Linked DNA regions of Rattus norvegicus: region 1 is linked to region 2. A link is a contact called in public Hi-C data. All regions are on one chromosome and are shown on one strand. The core of a region is the stretch at or near the end of the contact, and the rest is flanking DNA. Distances in the headings are between cores, read along the strand shown. Region 1 has its middle 220 kb from the start of Sdk2. Region 2 holds the start of Sdk2 (sidekick cell adhesion molecule 2).

Evidence for each region. A called contact is a pair of places that touch in the nucleus more often than the background predicts.
Region 1: a contact with region 2 is called in a Hi-C map of frontal cortex, with 4 times the contacts expected there. The contact joins the enhancer-like site here to the promoter of Sdk2 in region 2. A contact is called at or near these places in 3 of 12 Hi-C or Micro-C datasets (frontal cortex, mammary epithelial cells and prefrontal cortex).

Annotation. Positions count from the first base shown.
Region 1 is chr10:99,818,013-99,822,520 of GRCr8, forward strand. No RefSeq gene overlaps it. Among named protein-coding and RNA genes, the nearest start is that of Sdk2, 220 kb to the left of the region's middle. Within about 2 kb of position 2,264, at least 6 of the 93 cell types and tissues checked have an H3K27ac peak or open chromatin away from gene starts, as enhancers often do.
Region 2 is chr10:99,599,153-99,603,543 of GRCr8, forward strand. Sdk2 (sidekick cell adhesion molecule 2) reads right to left here and starts at 2,531. Exons shown (of 44, transcript NM_001413325.1): 1 at 1,316-2,531. The coding sequence starts at 1,388.

The DNA of each region.
Region 1 (4,508 bases), core at 1,014-3,513, 220 kb after region 2:
GAGACGAGGGAGGACTTTTGCTTTCTGGAGCTGCTGGGGGTCTCTGGGTCATCTCTCACACTCTCTAGCTCTCGGGATAATGTACACGGAGGCTCACAGTCTCTGACACTGTTCCCTCTGGCTAGAACACAACCCCTGACACTTTCCCAGCCCTCCCCCACTTCAGACATACTAGCAAACCTATGTCTCTCCTGATGCATTCATTACAGGGCATCGCCATTCGCACAGGGCATCTTTCAGAAGGAGGTCACCACCCCGCTTCCTATGCATCCGGTCCATACACACTCAGTAGTTGCACGGAAGGTACCTTGTCAACCAAGGCAGATAGGAGCAAAGCCCAACTAAAATACACCTTCAAAGTCACACCTCTAGCGACCTACATCCCCTGGCCCCTAAAAGCTCTTCTGTGAGCCCATCCGTGAATTAACCCATCCTTAAGGTTAAACACCCTTGTAATTCGCTCACCTCTCAATGGCGCCACCAGCTGGTGGTAGTGGTGGCGGGACACTGCCGCTCCAAAATGTAATTAATACCTAGGATTCCACTGGAGACTGTGGTAGGTAACCCCCTGAAGGTAGGCACAAGTTCCCGTGACTTGTGACTATGTGGCTCACGCCTGGACTCCACGGAAAGAGGTATTTTTGATGTAACTACAAACTGTGAAGTAAGCTTAATCCAGATCACTGGGATGCAGTCTAAGGACCATGAAAAAGGAAGGTGAGGTAGGCTGGGGCTCTAATGCCTGTCAGGGGAGCATAGGCCCCGTGACCCTGAGCCGAGAGGAGAGAGAGGTACAGCCCCTGTAAACTGGTATAGGCAAGGAAGGGCTCCCTCTGGAGCCTCCAAAGGGAGGAGGATCCTGGTCACACCTCGAGTTTAGTCTTCCGGCTTTCAGACCTGTGAAAGAATAACTACCCTTGTTGCTTCAAGCCATCAAACTTCCGAAAATGTGTTAGAGCCACCGCTGGCCACTAGGACAGAAGGTCCCAGAAGAAGGATGAAGCTTGAAGGACTCTGGCCAAACTCCAGCAACCATAAAACAAGCTGCTTAAAAACCTCACCATGGACGGACATCTTTTCAAGGAACGGAGAGGGATCTGCCTATCCCCCAAGAGGGGCCTTTCCTTGGGGCAGGAGGAGCTTTCCCTTTTCATCCCCAGACTCATTGAGGGACTGATTGAATGAGGATTTTCATCTCAAGGCTCCAACCACCAGGATTTCAAAGCTTCTTGCTTCTCAGGGTTAAAGTTCCTGGGCAGGAAGAAAGAAAAAAAAAATCTCTGTGAAAAGTTTTCTGAGGCCAGGGAAGGTGGTGAGTTATTCCCTTTGAGAGATTTCTTTTACATGTTCACCTCTGAAGTAGCTAAATGAACGGAGCTGTCGGCGCGCCCGGCACGCTATAACGTGTCCGTGAAGTACCTGGGGAGCTTGTTAAAGGGTAGTTCCTGATGCAACCAGCCTAGGCCTGGCCCCGTCTGGGCCTGAGAGCCTGCATTTGTAACAAGCTCTAGGGAGACATCTAGGCTGCTGGCTCACAGGACAGGCAGGCTGTGAGTTAGGATAGAACTATAGTCGGTTGACTCTGAAGGTCACTCGCTCTGTATCCGCCGACTCGGCTGTTACGGCCTGCTAACAAAAGGAAAACTGAGTCAGGGGAAGGAGAAATGTCACCTAAGGTCTCTGCATTGGGAAGGGTCTTGGATGGAAATCTAAGCACCACCCTAGGCTTGTTGTGGCGACGGTGACGGTGACCGGAAGACGGAGGCCTTTCCTTTAAGGGTAAGAGCCCTCTATACCCTTCGGCCTGGCAGTTAAACTGCCCATCCACCTCTACATTTTAAAACACACGTCAGCTGCCAGGCTGATCGATAGGCTCGCTCATCTGTGAGGTTTGAGGCTCTCTCCACAGATGTAATCAGGGCTCTAGAGACGTCCTGGCAGCGGGCACGTGGGGAGGGAGCTCGGCAATACGTTTAATCAAGGAGCAGATGGGGAGCTGATAGAGTGTGTAGAAAAATCAGGTTTCTGTGATAACATTCTCTTCCCCCACTCAGCCTCCGCACCCCCTGGCTTCTCCATCAGGACTCCCGGCGCCAACTCTAGCCCTGCCCTTTCCAAAGATGTTTTCTTCCCTGGGAACTCCAGGGCCCCTTTATAGAGACCTTGGGAGTGGGGAGGGTGGACTGGGGAGGGATGGGAGACTGCACTTGGATCCTAAGTCCCCTCTCTAGCCTGAGCCTGAAGAGGACAGGAAGCCAGGAACCAACAGACTGAACACTAAGCACTGGAAAAGGCATTGGAAGAGCTCTCAGCCAGAGCCTTCTGCAGCTGGCAGAGAGGACGTGGGGCTGGTGGCCTGGGTACTCCATTCACAGACTCCCCCCGCCCGTCCCCCAACCCAGTGTCTTGCATTACGGGTCCAAAAGAGGATCTATGGAATGGTTGCCACTGAGGGTAGCTTTGTCCCCAAAGAACACTTGGCAATGTCTGAAGACATTTTCTGATTGTCACGACTAGGGTGGGAGGGTTCTCTTGGCACCCCGAGGGTACAGGCTGGGGATGCTAGAAACGTCTACATAACACAGGACGGCCTCCACCACGGCACAAATAGTTTTCCCAAAATGTCAGCAGAGCCCTGTCGAGAAATCCCGCTCCTCGGGGAGCCAAGGCTGGCCACAGCTCTGCTTAAACCGGCTGATTGGCTCCAGGTGAGTTTGTCTGGCTCCCTTCCGGACCCGCTTCTGTTCGGTTCTCAGGCTAGCTCATCGAATCTGCTCAGGGACATGTAATGTGCATGTATGTCCATGTATACATGCACACACTCCAAGTCAAGTGCCATTAAGTAGGCCTGGGCCTTTTATTAGCTCAGGGAAATCTGTATATATGTAGAGGTTTGGGGATAGGTAGGGAACCTTTTCATCTCCCCCATCCCCGCATTCCTCTCCTCCTAGGTCTAGTCTTTTCCATTGCCTTCTCTTTGGACTTGGCTTTGTTCTGCAACAGATGTGTACAGAGACTGCATCCGAACCATCTCCCTCTGATTTGCAATTGGGCTCTGTCCCTCCTGGACCTGAGAGTGCAGCTACACAGAAAGCATGCTTCCAGAACAAGATGGCCTCCTAAGGCAGTTGCTTGGAGAACCACACTCCCCGCATCCCGGCTCTGATCCTCTTAGTCAGGTTCAGGTCTCCACACAGCGAGTTACTTGATAGAATCCATGTCTGCCCATCCGTGCGGGGTCAGCGCATCCGAGGCACTGAGCTCAATGTGTTTAACTAACATCAGGTGTTCTCTGCCATTTCCTGACCGTGTTTCTATCTCCATTTGACAAGTGAGAAACTGAGTCTCAGAGAAGTTAACAACACACACGTGCTAGAGGTCACACAGCAGGTAAAAAAGCAAGATCAGAGGACTTGACCCCGTAGGTGACTGCAAAGACCAGTCTCTCTGGAGTAGGTACTCCACTCTGTCTCCTCCATAACTCCTTAAAAGCAGTCCACATACACACAGCATCGGTGTGACCTAGGACTTGTTAGACACACAGATCCCAGCCCTGCCCTGAATGTAGAACTCAATATGAGCTTTACTATGGGAGATCTCAGGTCTCAGGGATGTGCGGATGAGATGCTTCTGAGGGTCCCTGCTAGAGGGCAGTGGGACTGGGGTGTGAGCAGGATCCCCATCCCCCCACCCCCAAAGCTGGCCATCTCCTCTGCCTAGTAACTATATCACGACATTCTCTCTCTGGTTACTCAAGAACGCCGACTTACAGGCTGGGGCATCGCTCAGTGGGTAGAGTGCTGGTGCAAGCTCAAGGGCTTGAGTTCAAATCCCCAGAAACCTACATAAAAGCCAAGTGCAGGGGCTGGTGTCTGTGATCCCAGAGCGGAGGGGTAGAACTGACACAGGTGAATTCTGAGGGTTCACCGGCCTAGCCAAATTGTCAGGTTCCTGGCTCCGTGAGAGACACTGTCTCAAAAAATAAGACTGAGATCAATAAAGAAGGCATCCAATGTTGTCCTGTGGCACAAAGGTTGAGTGCATGTGCACACATGTATGCACACACGTATGCACATGCACATAAGAATGCTGATGTCTCTTGGAAATCAGCCGTTCCGCCTCCCCAGAGAAAGCTGCCCCCCTCCTCCAGGTCACAAATACAGCTGCTGATGTCTGATCTTGAGGCACACACAAGACCAGCCTCTACTCCCTGGTACTCTCCGCTTGCTGAGAACTCTCCAGCGGCCTTGCCTTTCATTCATATCAGCTTCTGTTTTTGTTTTGCATGACTGTCCTCCCCTCTCATCAGAAACACTTTCATCTCCCATTTGAGCGGGGACCTAGGGCTTCTCCAAGACTCCGAGTGTTGTTTCTATTACCAATTAGACTATAAGAGTGCAGCCATTTATCAAAGACGCATAGACAGTGGCACCTGGGCAGCCCTGCAGAGAGGACATCCCTGCAAAACCAGAACTTCCTGCAGTGGATAACGTGCTTGCTGCATGATA
Region 2 (4,391 bases), core at 1,281-3,780:
TCGATGACCTCTGAGGTCCCTGCCTACTGGAAGATTTTACGACCACTATAAAAATAATAACTTTTATTGCCTTACATTTATGGCGCTCATTAGAAAATTTCGAAGTGCTTTTACCTAAATTGCCTTGTAAAAAGTCCTCTCCTCAGCCCCGTGAGCGACAACGGATCATTTTCATCTCTGATCTTGGCTCTGACGCTTGCCTGGCTTGGGACACGGTGGCGACCCTTCTTTTCTGAGGTCCCGGGACCCCAGAAGAGGAGAAAGGCTCTGTAGGGAGATTGCAGCGCCATCCCAGTCCCCCCACGGCCCCACTCCCGGCTCCTGGCTTCCTGTGAGTCTGGAAAATCAAAGGGATCTAAAGCTAAACCGGTGAGTCTGGGGATTCAATCTAGACTACTTCTCCCTTTGCCCCCAGCAGGCGCCGCTCGGCCACCACGGCCACTACCATCTGGATCTTCGAACCCCAAACCCAAGAAAGCTCGGTGCAGCCTAGCCTACCACGACCCTCCAGGGGACCCCAGAGATGTGCAGGCGTCCGCCTCAGGAGGCGGGGAAGGACAACCCCATCACACCTCCTTTCAACACACCCTCTGCACACCCACTAGCCCTTCATCGCCAGGCTGTCTGCTCGGGGTAGCTACAGATCAAAGCGGCAGGGGCCAGACACCCAACTAGCAGTGGAAGCTGAAGGCTGGGGCTGCCCGCTGGGTGTGTCGGTGGTGGGGGTGGGGGTGATCTGCCGCTGTCCTCGCCACTGGGCTCCAGGACCACGCCGCCAAACCGCCCCAGCTCCCGCGGCTGGCTAGGCAGCCAGGCGCGGGCTCCCATATGTGGTCAAGTAGAGTAGCTGCTCTTGAAGGAAAAATCAAGCGAGCCCCGACTACGGCTTCTTCCCAGCTTCTGCCTGCCCCATCTTCTCACCCCGGGACTACCCAGTGCCTGCCTGGTATGGTTTTGCCCTTCCTGTCGGACGTCGAGCAGGATGAGGAGCTTAGGGAGTTCAGTGGAGCCAAGACATGAAATGACGCGCCCCTCCTACCCCAGTCAGAGGGTATCTATAGAGGTCCACCTACCGCACCTCCGCTTTTCTCCACCTCCCCCTGGCCACCTCACCTTTCCGGTCCAGAGAGGCCAGAAGTACCGGGGACACTGCCCCACCCCAAAGAGAGCCCCAAAAGTCGAAGAAGCGGGAGCATTGAGACGTACACGAAATGGTCCAGCTTGGGCCAAACGCGGTGTCTTAAGGGGACACCTCTCTTCCGCCCACCCGAACCCCTTCTCCAGTTCCACGTGGAGAAAGTCGCCCATACCATACCTTGGGCCCCGGCTGAGTGGATCCGATGCAGGGCCAGTAGAGTCCAGATCGGCAGCCTCCACATGCTGGGCATCCTGACGGAGGGGTCCTCTGCTGTGCCCTCCTCTTTGCGAGTTGCTTTATAATCCTGTGGGGTCCCGGGAGACTGCGTGGCCAAGTCCTGGACGCTATGACCGTAGGGACCGCACCAGCGACCCCAAATGCTTTCTCCTCTTTCTGTGCTGGCTATTCCGTAAGTCGAGGGGAGAGGAGAAAGAGGCCAAGCCTCCTCTCAAACTCGGGGTGCCTGTATTTCTTAGCACCCCGACTCAGACTACTTCTCGAAGGCAGGGCGACCCCTGCGATCCGGCCTGGTCGCTAGATGAGCTCCGGAATGAGAGGACAACTTCAGGAAACTTCCTTCTGATGGCCACGTTGCCCGCCTCCCGCCCCTCCCCGCCCCCTGGTTGGGTTCTCCCGGGCCGACGTAGTCACCACGGTTCCAGACGCCCGGCCCCTGGGACTGGATGCTAGCAGAACACAGTGGCAGGCGCGGGCGCCGGGTGTCTTTGAGATGGGGCGCAGGGCTCCGGGGGCGCGGTTAGCATAACGGTCCGAATCTCCCCGGAGCCGGAGCCGAAGTTTTCTTCTCTTCTAACTTTGCAGAAGGCATCTGGCAGGGCCAAGCCACCCTTCAGAGCTCCACGGTCCTCGCACCCAATTCAGTGATTTCGGGGGATACGTCCCCTGGGGCTTCAGTGCGGGGCTCGCCCTAAGCTCTGAGCACCTCCGACTACCAAACTTTGCGGGTCCCACGGCCCGGCGCGCAGCCCCGTGCACCCATGTCTGCGCCAGCTGCGGGCAGGGATAGATGCCCGGTTCGGGTACCGGGCTGGGCGACCCGGGTTCCAGCCAGTGCTCGGGCGCGGAGCCTCTTGCGGGCGATCGGGAGGAGAAGACCGGCGGGTCCTGCTCTCCGCCGCACCCGGGATGGAGGTCGGCGCGAGCTGCACCGGGAGAGCCCGGCCGGCAGTCCTGGGATCCGGGGTTTCGGCGCCGCCTCGGCCGCCCGGCGTTTTCGCCCAGCGCGGGGACCCCAGTCTCTGCGGCCGCTCCCGCGCCTCCTCCGCGCCTGCCGCTCGCCCACCTCGGCAGCCGCTGCCTCGCGGAGCCTAGAGCCCTGGGCTGCCGGGGCTCAGCGTCCTAAGAGCCGCTCTGCTGCCGAGCCTCAGAGTCTGCCTGCGTCGAGCCGGAGCTGCGGGGGCAGCGGGAGCCGGGGACGAGCGCGGCGGAGGCGGAGACGCGGAGAGGGGGGCCGAGCGCTACCCCGTGGCCGCGACTGGAGCGCAGCCTGCGCGCAGGGAGGGGGCGGCGGCGGCCCTGAGCCAGGCCCGGGAGCGAGCCTCGCAGAAACCCAATCCGTGTGCGCGGCCGCGGGCGCCTGGCTTCTCCGGGACCCACCGGAGGGCAGTAGTGCGGGCCGCGAGCGAGTCGCTCTCTCTGGCCTTGTCTTCTAGCTTCAGCCTTCCCTCCCTCCGTTCCTCCCTCCCTCCCTCAAAGGCCTCATCCAAGTCTCCCATAGGCAGGAGACCCCAGCACCCCTCTGGACATGACGGGGCAGGACAGTTTGGGAAGGGTGTGTGTGTGTGTGTGTGTGTGTGTGTGTGTGTGTGTGTGTGTGTGTGTGTGTGTGTGCATGTGTCGGTCAGCCGGTTGGTTCCAGTTTTTCCTTCCTAGGTCAGACTCTTTAAAAGTCTGGAAACGCTCAGGGCGGAGAGCAAGATAAAGGGAAAGTCTGGGACTTGCAGAAAGCTGAAAAAGTGAAGCTGGTGCCAAACTCGTGCGTTCTTTGTTTCTTCTTCTTCTGAGCTCCCCTTTAAAGGCACATTGGCAGCGGAGACACAATGGAGAGAGCCAGAGGGGTCCTCCCTCGTGGCCCACGAATGGGAGCAGAATGCACCTTCCGGTGTGGGAAGGCCAGGAGCTGTAAGACCCCTTTAACAGTTGCATACACGGGCAACAGGCGTCTCTACCTCCGTGGGCTCTTTCCTCTATTAAAAATATTAAAAGTAATATTTTGCGGCTGTGTTGGCATGAAAACAAATATATTGCTACATATTAAAACATTTTCTTTCATTTAAAAGTTCATTTAATTTTTCCCCTGATTTTAAAAGAAATTAAAACATTTCCGTGGGTTTCCTAAAAGACTGTGTAGTCCCTGGCACTGAGCCTGCTGGGAGAAGTCAGCCTTGCAAGCTCGGTATTTTGGCTGGAAAAGGAAGGAATGAGGACCTTCGCCTTTGCCAACCTTTCTCTTCATGCCCCCTGAGCCCAGGTCTTTAGAGACACACCCCTGTTGTCATCCTGTTCTGGTCTTTACCCTTCAAGCATCTTAGTGACTTTGAGGGCTCTGCCTCATCCTCTCCAGTCCGGGCCACCTTTTCTCCTCGCTGTGGAGTGAATAGAGGCACTGAACACATCTCATCGCTCTTCCGGTCTCGGTCTCTCCTCACCTGCCTTGGAAGAAAGAACTGTGAGCATTTAGTGGAAATAGATGAAAAGCCAGCCTGCCTATCTTCGGGTTTATATTCGTCCACTTCAAACGCTGCTTTTGCCTTTTCCCCTGACAGCCTGTGCCCTGTCCAGGCCCAGTGCTTGCTGTGCGGCTGAGTTTTTCACCCAAAAGTGAGTGGCTTTAGGGGCAGGCAGCCTAGCTCTCTTCCCCCTCGGTGGCCACGCCCCTCCCGTCGCCGAGAAGCCAAGATTCTGCCTCCCTAGCTCCAACCCCCAGACTCGGCAATACACGCTTGAGAGCTCAGGCCCTGCCCAGCCCATCAGGAACAGCTGTTCTTCAGGGTGTTGTTGCACGGATTGCTCACAGAGGGGGCCTGAGAGTCAGTTTTGCAGCAACTGCTTCTTAGCCAGCAATCCGAGCGGAGAGACTGTCTGTGCCCTTGGGCTGGAGTTCATGTGGGTACTAATGTCTGAAATCTTGCTGGATTTCTCCATTTGGGTCCAGTGCTCAGGCTTGTAACTGTAAGAGTCTGAGTTAGCTCCTCTCAGGCCCCAGAGAGCATTCGTGCCCTTCCTAAGAGTA